Linked DNA regions of Mus musculus: region 2 is linked to region 1. Evidence: chromatin contacts called from public Hi-C data. All regions are on one chromosome and are shown on one strand. The core of a region is the stretch at or near the end of the contact, and the rest is flanking DNA. Distances in the headings are between cores, read along the strand shown. Region 1 has its middle 60 kb from the start of Prdm1. Region 2 has its middle 17 kb from the start of 4930431F10Rik.

Region 1 (3,053 bases), core at 235-2,734:
TTGCCTAGCAAGAGCATCCTAAACCAAGAGTGACTTATGAACTGGTCAACAATGAGTTTTGGTGTTTGTGTGAATATATGTTACTGCTTTTTCTTCAGTCTCCACTAGCTCAGATTTACTGGGCCCATACACAGACTCACACATCCCATGCAGCCCAGAGCTGGGAAGGCAGAGTGCCCAGCTGCAGCTCTCTCTCTCTCTGTTGCTTACTTAAAATCTGGCTAAAATGGAGGGTAGAGAGTTCAGGCTGCAGAAAAAGACCAGAGCTCCTTTCTCCTTCCAGGTGGTTTAACCCCCATGGGAACCTTTGATCTGTTGATCAGCAAACACACTCCTATATTTTGTATTCCCCAGTATATGATTTCAGAAGCAGGAGGAGGGGCATGATGCACAACCCCCCTCCCCCCAAAATGCCTTTTTATATTAACTGAAAGAGAGGCAACCCCTTTGCCAGCAGTCACCTCTATCCTGACTCACTTGCTCTCCCTCAGGAGGGATAAATACAGCAATGGAGGCATGCAAAGCTGCTCTGTTTTGAGAATCACATGCACTTATGTCCAAAAATGAGCACGCTCTAGGCTGGCCTGGAAGGCTTCCCACCTCTCACACATCCTTTACTTTTTGAGCTAGGGTTTCGTGTAGATCAGGCTGGCCTAGAACTTGCTATGTAGCCAAGGATAGATACTTTGAGCCTCCTGTTTCCCTCCTCCCCTCCCCTGGTACTGCTGGGATCACAGTGCCACCATGCCTGGCTTATGTGGTGTAGGGAGCTAGTATATTCTACATGGCCCCTCAGACCCTTTATAACTAAGACCGGTGTCTTGATTGAGCAAGAAGGCTAACATAAGGCCTACTAGGAGGCCTTCTCCTCTAGTAGCCCCCCACCCAAAAGTGAATTAGTTTACCTAGATGAGTACAGAACTATAAAACAAAATTTAAAAAAAATGGAAGAAAGACTAAGGACAGACATATATTATGAGTCTTAGAGAAAAGAATTCCGGGTAATGTTTTTTAAATGCCAAGGATAACGAGGAGTTAATAAAGACACAATTCTCACAACCACTGGGCACGCACATTCAAGGCAACTAATACACACAGCTCTCTTAATAACCTTCCTCCAGCCAGGCAGTCTTCTGGTGTGTGTGTGTGTGTGTGTGTGTGTGTGTGTGTGTGTGTGTGTGTGTGTTAGTGTGTGTTATTAATAGGTACAGTGCCTACGCAGAAGCCTCCCTCCCTTCCAATCAACTCTCCCTTCCTTTCTCATCCTGAGAGCTAAGTAAGTTATTTTTAAAACTTCTTGGCTGTAGGAATCATGACGCATAGACGTTCGAGCCTTCTGACTTGCCAGGAAGCCTCTTGGCTTGTGCTTATTATCATGACTAATTATTCCTAATGTCCCTTTTCACTCTCAAAGTGTCCCGTGGTAGCCAATGAGTTCCATGATCGCTTTAGTCACAGGATGCACATCTACACACAGTGGGTGAATGTATTAGTCAGGGTTCTCGAGAGTCACAGAACTTATGGAATGTCTCTCTGTGTGAAGGGAATTTATTGTGATGATTTAGTCCAACTAATCCAACAATGGGCAGCTGTGGGTGGGAAGTCCAAGAATCTAAGTAGTTGCTCAGTCCTATAAGGCCAGTTATTTAAGCTGGTCTTCTGTAGAAATAGTTTCCAACACACGTGCTGCAGTGTAAGCAGTCAAAAAAGATAGAGGCTTTCATTTTCCAATTTCCCTATGTAAGCCTCCAGCAGAAGGCATGACTCAGATGAAGTTATGTACCACCATGCCTGGATCTGGGACTTGCTTTGGCCCAGGTTGACTTTGAACTCAGAGATCTGGGATTAAAGGCACATACTACCTTGCCTGGGCCTAAGCTTTTCATAGCCACTATGCCTCAAGATCTCCACGTCAAGATCCAGGTCAGAAACTTGTGTCTTCCAGCCTCAAGATCTGGATCACAGGTGTGCTCTCCAATTCTAGATCGTAGTTCATTCCAGATATAGTCAAATTAACAACCAGAAATAGCCACCACAGTGAATGAATACATGAAGCATTATCCAAAGTATAAGGTATCTATCTATAGGTATCTTGGTTTTTATGCTCTTGGAATGTATGAATTAATTTAAACATGAAAGAAGAAAAAAATAGCCCTAAACTAATACCATCACTCCGAAATAACGCAGAATCTTGCTGAATGTTGCTTTCTCCTCGTTACCTTGATCACACGCTACTAAAGAACCCAGCCAAGTAAAGCCTTGAACAGAAAAGGAAGATGAAATTAGGACCATGGGCCGCTGATTACAGATGGCACAGGTGCCTCTCAGACCAGTGCATATGATCTGACAGAGGGGAACAAACTGTCTGCTTTAAGTATCATCTCCCCACCCCACCAAGGGCAACAGCAATAAGGAAGAATAAGAAGAAAAAAAAAAAAACTCAACAAATGTATTATGATGAAAATTCACACTTGATATACTTGATAAAGACGATCCAAAGATTTTTCTAAATTTGTGTAAAGCAAAATATATTTCAAAAAAGATCAATGCTCTAGATATCTTAAATTTTGATATTAAGGCTTATTTCTCATGCTATATGTCTTAAGAATAAAAAAAAATCAAACTAAATTTCCAGTTTAGCAAAGCCATGACAATTCTACTTTTAATCATTTGTCCAAAATAAGCTTGTTATGAAGTATCTTATCTTGACCAGTGGTCACCCTTATCTAACTATTTCCCTGAGTCACCAGCAAGGCCGGGTAAATGTTTCTAAGCAATTCTCTCAGAAGTTAAACATTAAATTAAAAAAAATCGAGACACCACTGAGAACCTTGTGATGACCTGCAGGCATGTTCCAGAGTGACAAAGATTAGAAGGTGTTCTCAAGTAACACCCATTGTTCTGCCCCTCTTAAGGACAAAGGGGGAAGAGAAAGCCATTACCTGCTCTTGCCTCCACACCGCAATTCAAATGCTCCTTAAGAAAGCAAAACAATACAAAACAAAACGCCTTAATTTTAGCAATCTAATACTCTTCTGCTTAGTCAAACTTTT
Region 2 (3,053 bases), core at 406-2,905, 240 kb after region 1:
TTTAAACTCAGGTCATCGGACTTGGTGACTAGCACCTTTACCCACTGAACATCTCACTAGCATTAAAAAGATTTTAAAAACTTTTCTGAAAGTTACTTTTTGGATACCTATTTAAATGTACATCACAAGCAAATATTTTACTGACCACTTTATAAATGAGTGTTGTCCTGTTCCCTTCAGAGCCTATGATAACATTTGGAGAAAAGCATTAAGTAGACAATGTCCATTCCATCACTGTGCACAGAGCCCCCCTCCACAGTGAAGATAGCAGATGTATCATTTTAGCCAGAAAACCGAACTAATCTGGACCAATGCTGTTACAGTACAGGCTCGTTTATAGAGTGACCCTATTACCCATGAGCATTTGCAAGCCATCAGGATCTACTAGGATATAGTAGCATAGCCAAGGAGAACACTCAGCCCAGTATCTACAGTGAGGCAATATCCTTACTCCACTGAAGGTTTGAATGACAAGTGGAACTGTCTATATGCTAAAGCAAAATTTATGACCCTGTTTAACATGTTTGAGACTTAAATTTTTATTTCTTTCTGATCTGTGGCTCCATGACCCTTATTTATAAAATGTGTATTCTACATAATCAAAATATTTTTAAAAAGAAACAATTCTCAGAAGTTTAAAGATGGATGATTGAGATGATCTGTAAAAGGCTGGTCCCGACATAAAGCATGTACGGCCCTTACATGTATACCAGAACCCATGCCAAATTTGCTTATTTAAACCTGAGATAGAAACAAACTCTGTTGTTACAAACAGGCACTCTAGGTTATCACTTTTGTGTCTAAAGAGTCTGAGGGTAAGGACACACATACCAGTCCCTGGTGTAGCATGTTGTTTATCCAGAAAGACTGGCTGACTGGCAGGGAGGGAGTCGCATGCCAGATGAGTCCAGGGATGTACAAAGACTCAACTCTCGAATTCAATCAAGAAGGAATCATTCAATAACTCCGTGTTAAACTCCAGCCATGGGTACAGAGCAATGGGGAGTGTGTGAAATTAATCCAAATGGAAAAAAGAAATCTATTGCAGACTGTCAATGAACTGAGCAAGTCATCAAACAAGCAGAAAGAGGAGGCGTTACCTTCTCATAACTCACAGAGCCAAGTGAATGTTTACACTGTCACATGTAGTAGAGTTTGTTCCTCTCCCCTCCTTAAGCAATGTTTTGTGATGATTCTTTATCAGTTTTGGTCTCTTTTGTACTTGGGATTGTCCTTACGAAATGGCACCTACTGTAGTTATATCAGCACTCTATGGCTTAGGGTATATTCTGATTGACCAATGCCTGTACTACAGTAATTCAGAAGCCTATTAAATATCACCACAGCCTTCTAATATTAACAATAAGTCACACTTTCAGCATTAAAAAAGACTGACTGTGTTAGAATCCAAAAGGAATCTCCTATCCATTCACAGCTCCCACTTTGTACTACTCAGTCCTGACACATCTCGCTTGTGTGCCGTGACTCATTACTCTGTCAGTCTCTCAAAGGAACAACAGACTTGGCAGTGGGCCCATCTGTTTCTCTCCTAGGATTGTCTTTTGGTGAGAGAGCTGTTGCCAGGGTTATCATAGCGTGTTACATCATCCGAGGTGTTAATAGTCTCAGAGACCTGCAGTACAAACATGGATGTGACCTTGCCACTGTTTTTCTACCGTATCATTTCTGCCGCTTGGCTACACTCAACTCTAGCCACACAGAGAAGGAGACAGGGTGAGGGACAGGGACAGAATAAGCCAGGCAATAGACCATCTGCAGGGTCAACAGCCCAGCTGAGGTCCCCTCCTTCACAGGGCCTATATTGAATGCTCTGGGTAGGTTCTTAAACTTCTTCCAATAAAAGAGGCTGGACACTCTCCATCCCAGCAGAGTTCTAGCTATGAATTCATTTCTGTCCATTGGATTTACTCACCAGGAGTTTTGGAAGACAGAAATCATATTGGTGTCAACAGCAAAAAGGTTTCAGGCGATTATTTCAAACAAGCAAAAGGAGAAACATGGAGTCTTCCCCCTGTGATATTTCTGAGTTCACTTGCAGCTTTCCTAAAGGAAAAGAGCCTTGAGCTATAGGTCCTGTGGCAGCCTCCAAGGACAAGCACCTCTGCTGGAACTTTCTGTGCCACTCTAGCTGTTATTCCTGGAATCCAGCTTCCTCTGCTGTTCATAAACATTTGCAAGCACCTGTATTGACTGATGTAGGGGTTTGGTGGTGGTGGGTGGTTGAGTTGGTTGTTTTTAGGGTTGTTTGGGTTTTTTGTTTGTTTGTCTGTTTTTTGGTTTGGGGGTGTTTTTTGTTTTTGTTTGTTTGTTTGAGACTCCTGATGAGGTCACACTTCCCAAAAGGATCTCCAACTTTGGTATTCCCCTAGCAGGGAATAGTCTTCTGAGTGATTGCTTGCATGCCAGGCCAGCCTCTGCTGCTGCTGCTGGGATACTCACACCCACATGCATAGACCTTCCAGGAAAGAATTTGATAGTAATTCCATACACCAAGAAATACAGGAATAAAAATGGGGTGGGGCAGGGAGTGAGAGAGGAAGAGGAGAACAAAGAGAACCAAGGAGGACCAACAGGACCAAGAGAGCTTAAAGGGCAAGCTGTGAGAGGAAGAGGTGAGGGAGGAGGAGGTGGGGGAGGAAGAGGAGGTGGAGAAGGAGGAGAAGCAGCAGACTAGCAGGTTTATATAGGAATCAGAAGCTCGGGTGAAACCTCTGGGCTGGAGAGGTTTGGGAGTTGCATAGGTAGGGGAGAGAAAAGCAGAGAGGAGCCACAGCTACTGAGTAAGCCTGGGCCAGAGTAGGCTTTGGAATGCTAACAAGCTCTTCAGTTAGCCCTTTGCCTGGTTGTCCCAGATTTCTTTGGGACCTGACAATACACACTAACTTTTCCTTAGGATGTTCATTGTGGAGAGTCTGCGCTGGCGGAGTGGGATTGGGGAAGAGAGTGAGGTAAGATGTCAGGATCCTCTCCTGGAAAGACCTACGTGTTCTTACAGGCAGTTCTTGTAAAGGTGTTCTTCATTTTGAAGTGAG

Evidence for each region. A called contact is a pair of places that touch in the nucleus more often than the background predicts.
Region 2: a Hi-C map of pancreatic cancer cells shows a contact between it and region 1, with 3 times the contacts expected there. The contact joins two enhancer-like sites. A contact is called at or near these places in 14 of 39 promoter capture datasets (the 3T3-L1 cell line, 3T3-L1-derived adipocytes, the C10 cell line and 8 more), 14 of 484 Hi-C or Micro-C datasets (the 3T3-L1 cell line, B cells, adipose-derived mesenchymal stem cells and 9 more), 4 of 115 datasets of contacts at active chromatin or transcription factors (craniofacial prominence, embryonic limb bud, kidney and 1 more) and 4 of 9 other capture datasets (adipose tissue, embryonic stem cells, liver and 1 more).

What each region holds. Positions count from the first base shown.
Region 1 is chr10:44,517,492-44,520,544 of GRCm38.p6, forward strand. It overlaps a transcript of Prdm1 not described here. Among named protein-coding and RNA genes, the nearest start is that of Prdm1, 60 kb to the left of the region's middle. Within about 2 kb of position 1,485, at least 25 of the 459 cell types and tissues checked have an H3K27ac peak or open chromatin away from gene starts, as enhancers often do. A contact at or near this core is called in pancreatic cancer cells, where this site is marked.
Region 2 is chr10:44,754,001-44,757,053 of GRCm38.p6, forward strand. No RefSeq gene overlaps it. Among named protein-coding and RNA genes, the nearest start is that of 4930431F10Rik, 17 kb to the left of the region's middle. Within about 2 kb of position 1,656, at least 53 of the 459 cell types and tissues checked have an H3K27ac peak or open chromatin away from gene starts, as enhancers often do. A contact at or near this core is called in pancreatic cancer cells, where this site is marked.